2 separate regions of the Mus musculus genome follow, and region 1 is linked to region 2. A link is a contact called in public Micro-C data. All regions are on one chromosome and are shown on one strand. The core of a region is the stretch at or near the end of the contact, and the rest is flanking DNA. Distances in the headings are between cores, read along the strand shown. Region 1 holds the start of Erfe (erythroferrone). Region 2 overlaps Gm35242 (a long non-coding RNA gene).

What was found. A called contact is a pair of places that touch in the nucleus more often than the background predicts.
Region 1: a Micro-C map of embryonic fibroblasts shows a contact between it and region 2, with 4 times the contacts expected there. The contact joins the promoter of Erfe here to the enhancer-like site in region 2. A contact is called at or near these places in 2 of 39 promoter capture datasets (frontonasal cranial neural crest and hippocampal neurons), 2 of 484 Hi-C or Micro-C datasets (cerebellum and embryonic fibroblasts) and 1 of 115 datasets of contacts at active chromatin or transcription factors (astrocytes).

The regions. Positions count from the first base shown.
Region 1 is chr1:91,363,047-91,367,737 of GRCm38.p6, forward strand. It overlaps Erfe (erythroferrone), which reads left to right and starts at 3,384. Exons shown (of 8, transcript NM_173395.2): 1 at 3,384-3,602. The coding sequence starts at 3,435.
Region 2 is chr1:90,651,211-90,655,623 of GRCm38.p6, forward strand. It overlaps Gm35242 (a long non-coding RNA gene), which reads left to right. Exons shown (of 3, transcript XR_387261.3): 3 at 1,159-2,731. Among named protein-coding and RNA genes, the nearest start is that of Gm35242, 4.3 kb to the left of the region's middle. Within about 2 kb of position 1,606, at least 19 of the 459 cell types and tissues checked have an H3K27ac peak or open chromatin away from gene starts, as enhancers often do. A contact at or near this core is called in embryonic fibroblasts, where this site is marked.

The DNA of each region.
Region 1 (4,691 bases), core at 2,134-4,633, 710 kb after region 2:
ATCCTAGGGCTTTCCAAAGGCAAAGGCTGAAAGAGTGACACTGACTTTAATCAGAAAAAGGGAGTTGGCTAGGTGGTGGTGGTGCACGCCTTTAATCCCAGCACTTGGGAAGCAGAGGCAGGTGGATTTCTGAGTTTGAGGCCAGCCTGGTCTACAGAGTAAGTTCCAGGACATCCAGAGCTACACAGAGAAACCCTGTCTCAAAAAACCAAAAAGAAAAAGAAAAAGAAAGAAAGAAAAAGGGAGTTAGAAAGGCCACACATCCCTGGGCGAGTGTGAGTGGGGGAATCCTGGAGTAGAGAGAGACACATGGTTCTCAGCATTGCTGAATTGTGCCTAACCTGGTCATTCTGGGGTCAGTGGCATAATTGGTGTTCCAAGAGGAAAGATCTTCCAGCTAGGGAGCTGGGAGTCTAATAAGTCTCCAACTGGGGGCCAGCTTCAAGGGTATCCAGCTGGTGGAGGTGAGCTGTGGAGATCCTAGGTGCTAGCAACAACAGGGCATCCTGACCACCACCAGCTTCCAGAGACCAGGGAAGAGGCAGATGCTGAGAGAACACAGATTTAGCTACAGTGTCTGGGGGTGTGTGTGTGGAAATGTCCCTAACTCTACTGTCCCCATCTCCTGTTAGCAGCCTGACAACCACCCTCTGACCAAAGCAATCAGAACATAGAGAGGGAAGACAAAACACTGGCAGAGTATTCTAAAGCCACCGTGGGGCCACAAAGTGAGCAGGAAGAGGGACAGCCACCAGCATAACACACAGAGACTGGAGCACACCAGACACTCAAGAGATCCTCCTGTCATGCAGGGGATGGCCACAAGGCACCCCAAGAATCATATCCCAGAATCCCTAGGAAAACAAGGACTCGGACATCTGAAGCTAGTGAGGACTTCTAGTTAGAATATAGAGTGCTCCACAGCACATAAAGCCTACAGGAGCATCCAGATCCCTCAGGAGAGCCCCCAGACCCTCCAGGAGCACTCAGAGCCTGAGGGAGCACTTAGATCCCTCAGATCCCTCCGACCCCTCAGGAGAGCACTCAGATCCTACGGGAGCACCCAGAGCCTTCAGGAGCACTTAGAGTCTGAGAGTACTTGAGCCCCCATGTCTCAGTGTTCTAATGCTGTGAAGAGACACCAGGACCAAATCAATATTTTTTAATGATTTACTTACTTATTTAATGTATATGAGTATACTGTAGCTGTCTTCAAACACACCAGAAGAAGGCATCAGATCCCCTTACAGATGGTTGTGAGCCACCATGTGGTTGCTGAGAATGGAACTCAGGAGAGAACAGCCAGTCCTCATAACTGCTGAGCCATCTCTCCAGCCACAACCAAGGCAATTCTTACAGAAAAAGGCACTTAATTGGGGGATTGCTTCTGGTTTAAGAGGTGCTGGGGCTTATCTGAGCTACATCCTGAGCTGCAGGCCAGAAAGACTGGGCCCAGCATGGGCTTTGAAACCTCAAGTCCACCCTACAAGGCAGCACCTCCTAATCCTTCTAATCCTTTCAAACAGTTCTATTCCCGATGACTAAGCATTCTAATATATGGGCCTATGGCAGCCATTGTTACTTAGACCACCACACCCTAGGAGCACTCAGAGCCCATAGGAGCACTCAAGGCCTACAGAGCTGCTGACTGCAAGACATGGTACCTGGGCCTGGATATGCCTTGGTTTGGGGACTCCTTGATTCTCCCAAGGTCTATCCCTCATTTTCCTCCTTTGTATGTTAGGGACAGTCACGTGATCCGAGTACTGATGGTCCATCCACGTTCAAGGCATACATAGCTAACGACACCACTGCTAGCTGCAGGTACTCTTGAGGCCGCACAGCCAGTCAGCCTCAGGCAGGCTCCCACTGTCTTTGAGTAAAGGGAAGATTTCATGCCCATGACCTCATCAGCCTACAGCCTTCCTTTGAAGAAAGAGGGACACGGAGAAAGCTTGGCTCATTGAACTGCCGGGAAGCTGGGTCAAGGCCATGACATGAGGTCCCAGGAATGAGGATTAGATTTCTGCCATGCAAGAAGGCACAGGGAGGTCACTCGCTGCTCTCCTGCCGGGCCCGACTCACTCAGAATGTTCACTCAGACCCAGGCACCACCACACTCAAGGGTCCCACTTCTGAATCAGAGATGCCACTCCTTTGAGGCTGTGGACCCTATGCTTAGCGCCCTGTGAGCTTTGCCATGCACTCCTGTCCTCCTGAGGACCTTGCTTTCAAACAGGACCCTGCAAACATGCGGGAACCTTTCCTGAATGGCTAGAGCTCTGGGGCTATGCGCCTGAACTGGACCGCGTCATTACCTTGAGCTAGGGTCCAGGAAGCCATGCCAGTACCAGAACTATTTGGATCTGGGCCCTCTGGAAGAACCCATGACATCACTAGGACAGTCCGTTGTTTGGGAAAATAACTACTTTCACATGGCAACAGATCTGGTTGTCAGCGCTCCAGCTGGGGCCCTCACTGTGAACAGAGCAGGGTCACTTGATATCTTAGGGTCATGCTTCCCAAATCAAGTCCCTTCTTTGGACTCCCTCTTCTAGCCTTTAAGGGCACCTGGACGCACACAATTTAAGATTAAAACAAATCAAGCAAGCAAGCAAACAAAGGAAAAAACAAAAAACAAAACAAAACAAAACAAAACAAAAAAAGAAACAAAGAAACCCAGGTGTGCTGCTTTATCTACAGCCAATGTAATGACAGCAGCTCAAGGCAGCTAGGCCTGCCTCTCTGGAGGAGAACCACCCAGAAAAGGCCTCCTCGCAGTTCATCCTTTAGGATTTGCCACATCTGTCCTGGTTGAATGCTCCGTGGTGGGCAGTGGGCAGCAGTCTGAGCTCCATCTGCCTGGCTTAGGACATCAGAGGGATCCGACCTTTCAGCCAGACTGGGTCAGTTCTCTGTAGCTGCTAGTAGCAGACTCCGTAGCTGGAGCCTGAGAGGTGCCAGCTGTGCAGATACATCCGGGGTGGGGAAGAGCAGGGAAACCTTAAAAGTGCTCCAGGTTCCCCAGCTTGAAAAGGAGGAGCCATAAGGGCTGCCATATTCTCAGGTACTCAACTTGTCATTAAGGCCTGGAACCATGAGAAAAGAAGAGACCCGGGGCGGGGGGAGGTCCTAAGAAGACGTGCAGAATGGTGCAGTGGGTGTCCTTAGAGAAAGGGGGGGGTGTCTTAGAAAGCCTCGGGTGCAGGGCTAGGAGAAGAGAAGCTAACCCTGGGCTACAGGCAGCAAAGTGGAGGCGTGCACGGACCGGATCGGGCGCCCGCCTCCTCAGGGTCCCCTGTGCCTGCAGAGCGTGCCCTAGCCGCGAGGGGGCGACGGCAGCGAGGGCGGCGCGCGCGAGGCGGGGGATTCAAGCGCGTTATAAGGCGCCGACCTGACCAGCCGTGCTCTTTACTGCCGCCGCCGCCGCCAGCATGGCCTCGACCCGCCGCCCCGTCGGAGCTCGCACGCTGCTCGCCTGCGCCAGCCTACTCGCCGCCATGGGCCTCGGTGTCCCTGAGTCCGCGGAGCCCGTGGGGACTCATGCACGCCCGCAGCCGCCCGGGGCCGAGCTGCCCGCCCCGCCAGCCAACAGCCCGCCGGTAAGACGCAGCCGCGCCCCACATCTTCCTGTCCCGGGGGGCCCTAAGACGGTGGGGAAGGTGGCACCCCTTGCTGCGCAGTGTCCAACACTGGGGATACGTCGCTCTCAGGGGCTCTGTGAGACCCAGGGTTGGGTGGATGCGTCCTCTGTACCGTGGCTTTGGCGGCAGAACTCCACTAGGCCAGTAGGAGAGATTGGGAAAGGTGTGAAATGCAGTTAACTTGCTCCTCGTGAAACTGGAAGACTGGTGAGAGAGCGGGGCTCCCAGATCTAGTTCCTTTTTGTTAGGTGACTGCGTCTGGGAAAGGAGTGATGTAACCAGGCTCTGCCTGCGATCCCTCCCAAGATCTCCACCTGAACTGCTGGGGTGGAGACGCAGGCTGGGGAGGGTGTGGCTAGAGGCCTGGGGAGGGTGGATTGGTAGCCTTCATTGGAGCTGGTCAGTCCTGTTGGTGAGAGTTCAGGGAAGAATTTCAGGGTCTAGTTGATCGCTCATGCTGTGGGCCAGGCACAAGGAAACCCCAGGCCAGCGCGCTCTTCAGTTCTCAGCACCCCAGGGGCCAACAAAACATCCACTAAGACAGCTGGAGATGGTTACAATACCTCCCTCTGCAAGGCATCCCTGGGTCCTTCCACCATCCCATTTCTGCCTCCTTTGGTGGGAGTAAACATGTCCTTGTTGTCTGAAGCCTCCCCCTGACCCCCAGCCATCAGCCTTCAAAACTTTCATGAGGTCCAGACATAGTCACCAGGAAGTGGGGAGTAGGCTGGACCTTCCCAGTGGAATGTTGGCCTTGAACCCTCTTTGGGAGGGGCAAGGTGTCACCAGTTCCCTGATAGCTGGAACCCAGCTCCCACTCCAACTCCTGGGGCCCCTGACCAACATGGCTCCATGTATTTTCGGTGCTGCCCTCAAGTTGACAGTGGTGCGAGTCTGTACACAGGCCACCGGTCCCCTGGAAGGGTCAGTACACCTGTTCTGACCTATAATGGAAGCACTGCACTGTGAGTGTCCACTGAGGGCATCAGACAGCAAGAAGCATAGAAGCCTCCATCATCCTGACACAGCAGCCTGGCCTGTGACCCA
Region 2 (4,413 bases), core at 356-2,855:
CTGACTTCCAGCCCCTCCCCCATGCCTCCAAGCCTCTTGCACTCACATTCCATAAGATATTCTGTTTCCTAACTGATATTCTTTGTAGTGTGGAGAGCACATCACCTTCCTGGGAAGGGTAGGGCCTTCAGCAGCTTCACAGAGCCTTGGCTGTCATCCCTGTTCTTGTGTGCTCCCCTACCCAATCTCCCCTTGTGCCTCCCTCCCATCTAACACCATTAGGCTGTCCCCTCCTCTCCCTCCTCCAGTACTGGCTACCCATCCCCCATATCCTCTGCTAACATGCAGATGACCCAGGCAAAGGGCCTCTCACCCTTGCTTCTGCACCAGATCTGCCACCGTCCACCACACAGATCTCTGCCGTCTCTAGAAACAGGACCTCACTCAGACCAGCATCTCCATGTGCCCACAATCAGAGTCCAAACCTTCCTAGGCTTTTGGAGCAATGGGGTGGAAAAGGTTTTGGGAGAGAGGTGAAGCCCACAGCAAGGATGGGTAGCTGATGGAAACACAGCCTGTCTGCAAGAACAAGAGAACAGGAGGATTCTTACAGCCATGTTAGCTTCACATGCTGGCCTTAAAGGGGTGACTCATTCAAGGCCAATGGAACTGGGTGGCTGTTGAAAGGGACACTTAAACTACTACCCCAAGCCAGAGAGGACAGGCAACACTCCAGGACCCCACAGTAGTGACTTTATAATGGCTACTTTCTCTGTCCTTCTCCCACCCCAAGTCTGTCTGAGTGCTCCCCAGGGCCTCAGGGAGCTGGTGTGTCTCCTCCAGGCTTCCAGCAGTCTCTAGATGAACCATTACTGTCCCCAGGAAACTGGGCCAGGCAGCCAATGTGGGAGTAGGAATAGGGCCAGGCAGTCTGGCCCTGCAGCTGGCAAGGAGAGCAACCTTTACCAGGCTCTAGATTGTACTGGGTGCTCTTAGATCTAAAATGCAAGTGGGGCTTATCATATGGGAAAATTCTTCATAAATCTGCGCACATGTGCGCGCACGCACACAAACACACACATGTAATCGGACTGTGAGATGCCAGCTGCACACAGCTGGAGCGATATTCCCAAGACAGCAGATGCTGGGAACCTCTGAGGGCTCTCCCAGGATGGCCTTCCCTTCTGGACACCCCTCCTTTCTTTGCCTTATATTCAGAACCCCAAATTAGAGAGGAAGCCTTGTGTCAGCACCCAAGTCAGATGAGAAATGGCTCATGGAAGGAGCACCACATGACGTCCTGGAGTTACCCAGAAGAACAGCAAGTAAGGGACCTTAAAAGGACCCTCGCTACAGGCAGGCACCTCCATGTCCATTTGGTGCCCTGTGTGGAAGCCTTCTGGATCAGCGGGCCTGGAGTTCAATGATGATGGAGCTAGACAGACCTTAGAGCTGAGGAAGCTGCTCTGGGCAAGCAGGGACTATGGAAGCTTCTATGCCAGTCTGAGAACTGTGCGGGCATCCATCTGGGTGGGAGCTGGTGTATCCAGATGGTTTCCATTTTTCTGGGTAACCTTGGAAAACGTGAATCAGAAGGTGGCCACGCTGCCCACAGCTGCAGTGGGGGGCAGGGGGATACTGCCTGTGAGTCACAAGCTAGGCTCTCCAGAGCTGTTTTCCACATGTCCATCTAGGGGACAATTCTCTACTGGCAGTTCAATTTCTTCAGTCCCCTGTTTTCTTAGGACCAGGGTGAGTGATATGTTTGCTCTCAGTGAAATGACAACCTTGTGGCATCACCCCCAGCACACTTCTGGAACTGATGAGTCCAGCCTTGATGTCCTGGGCAAACCAGAGAATAGATTAATCCTTTCAGGGCACAGCACAGTCCCAGAAGGCACCACTTGACCCATCTCTCAGGAGAAAGCAAAGGTGAGGGCCTTCAATGTAGAAGTCCATTTTCAAACTCTCTAAGAAGACTCTCTGCTCCTGAACACTGCCCATTGCATTCCTGATCCTACTCTCCTAGTCCAGACTTAAAGAGACCCTAGCTTTCATACAGCCTGCATCTTTCTACCGTGGTGGCCACAGAGAAGTAGGCACAGCACCCCAGAATGAGGGGCTGAGTACCCCCCAGCACGGGGCAGTGCAGCCCAAGGTCCCTACAATCCAAATCAGGTTTCTCACAACTACTGGGATTCTGTGCTCTTCTAAGAGGGGAGGCATTGTCACTGCCTCCTGGGCCACTGTGATACCTGCTTTTGGCACAGTCCCACACTGTCATCACCCATCCTGTTAAAGTCCTAAGAAATGAGCAGTCTCCTTGACCACACTGACGCAGAGAAAACAGACCCAGGAAAGAAGAGATCTGTCTGCATGGGTCACCTAGTAAGCAACAGGGTCAGGACCCAGGACCAGGGGCCTCCGAGTCACAGGTCCTATGTAATCCCTGCCACTCTCTCCTTCCTCCAGCCCTCCTTGGCTAACTCTTCCCTGTAGCAACACTGACTGCCACTGTACCAGGTGAACACTGTCTCTAGAGCTCTGACTTCTTCCTGTTGTTTCTCTCTGAGAGCTCCTTCCTGGGACAACATTGCCTCAGCACCTCTGGGTTCTGCGTGGCTTCGAACACAAGGGAAGACAGTTTGTCCTGATTGCAGAGAGAAATGGCGTGCACTGCGGCAGGCCAGACAGATTCCTTCTATCATTTAGAGAGACAGCTGTCAAACACGGTCATTGTTGAAATGTAACCAGGCACACTTATAATTAAACGACTTATCAATAAAGACCGCAATTCCTCTGAGCTTAGCGCTTTTTGATTATTCCATTATCAATCACTCAGGTGTTGTATCCTGTGTGGAATGCTATCCTTTGGGCATGACAGAAATCACAGTTTTAGCCAAAATGCCTATGAATATTGGCACGAGAGCATCCATAAGCTCAGGCCTATTGGCATGCTCCCACAGAAGGAAAGCTTGGAGGTGGGGTCATCAGACCCTTCACAAGGGCGGACTTCTTGATGTTCCTTGTAGAAGGAGGTCTGGGGAGGTCACCAAGCTCTTACCTCAAACTCCAGCCAATCCCTCCCTCCCGCATCTGCCTCCTGGTTATATGTAATTGTACCTCTGCAAAACGTGGTCTTGGGAGACGCTAGGATAAAAAGGGATGGAAGGCTGGCTGGAAGGGGTAGATGGGAACGTCTCTAACTAGGTAGCTATGGGAAGTTATCATCCCTGCTGGGGTATCACTGGTCACTGCTGTAGTTATTTGGGAGTCTCCTATGCTGTAAATAACCCTCACCTAGTCTTTTGTCTGTAAGCTCAATAAACTTGTTGACTCACTGAGTTAGACTCCTATGGAGTTATCCTGCTGGTCCCCTATCGGAGGCAAGGAGGTGTGCATCCATGTCTCTTCAGAAATGCACACAGCAAATCTAAACGGTGACTTTCTCTGTAATGGTGTGGTGCCTGGGTGTCCCTTCTGAACTCAGTAGATCACACTCAGCCCCGGTAGAGGTTTTTGTGATGTGGAAATTGAAAGCATTCTGTAAGTCACCTGGTTTAGCTTTTGGTTTTCTGGTAGAGCTGCTATTAGATGTGATCAGTGCTCCAGGTCAGAAACACACTCAGCACCTTTTGTAGTCTAGGAACGCTTCCAACTCCTGTCGTGCCAGCAAGCATGAATGCAAAATCACCCCTAAGTCTAGAGACCCAGACTTTTGCGAAGCCTGAAAACTGTGGAAATTAGTCACCCCTCCTGACAACCTTGGGAAAACCCCATGTTCTCAAACAGCCCTTGGAGGAGCCCCATCCATATTCTGCAGTGGTACCAGGGACTCACACTCCCCTGGGGTGGCTGACTTGACCTGTATGGAGCTCACGAGAAAAAAAAGAAAGACCAGCCTACAGGTCGCCTTTTGACCTACTACTCCAGAGTGACTTTCGTATGCCTACCTGAGAAGTCCCCAGGAACAACTAGATGGTGGTGGTGAGACTCACCCAGTTCTTGGCAAACTTGGCAAAGGTGGGGAAGGCAGGACATTTCTTCTGCTGGAGCAGGGCTTTTAAGTGCAGGGAAAGAACAGCTGGGCCAAATCTCTAAGGGCTTGTTAAGCTGAGAACAGGAGAAGGAGGGTGCTTTCCAAAATACGGTCTACAGAAATGTTAAATAATAGGACTAGAATTTTTTGGGGGGGTTGGCTTTCTTGTATATTTAACAATGCTCTGCTCTGTATTCCCAGGTAGTGTTCAACAGCATGCTTAAGGAGACAACAGAAGCCTGGAAAAGCTTTGGGGTTCTGGAGGTAGAAATTCATTGCATGCACATGGTGGGGGCCAAGAACCATGCTGAAGGGTTGTAACTGGGAAGTGTACTAAGAAGTCCTCCCACCCTGGCTTCTACTGACATGGCCAGAGAACTTCTGAGACCCAGAAGTAGTCCAGATGGTGGGCAGGCCCTCATGAATTTCCCTCA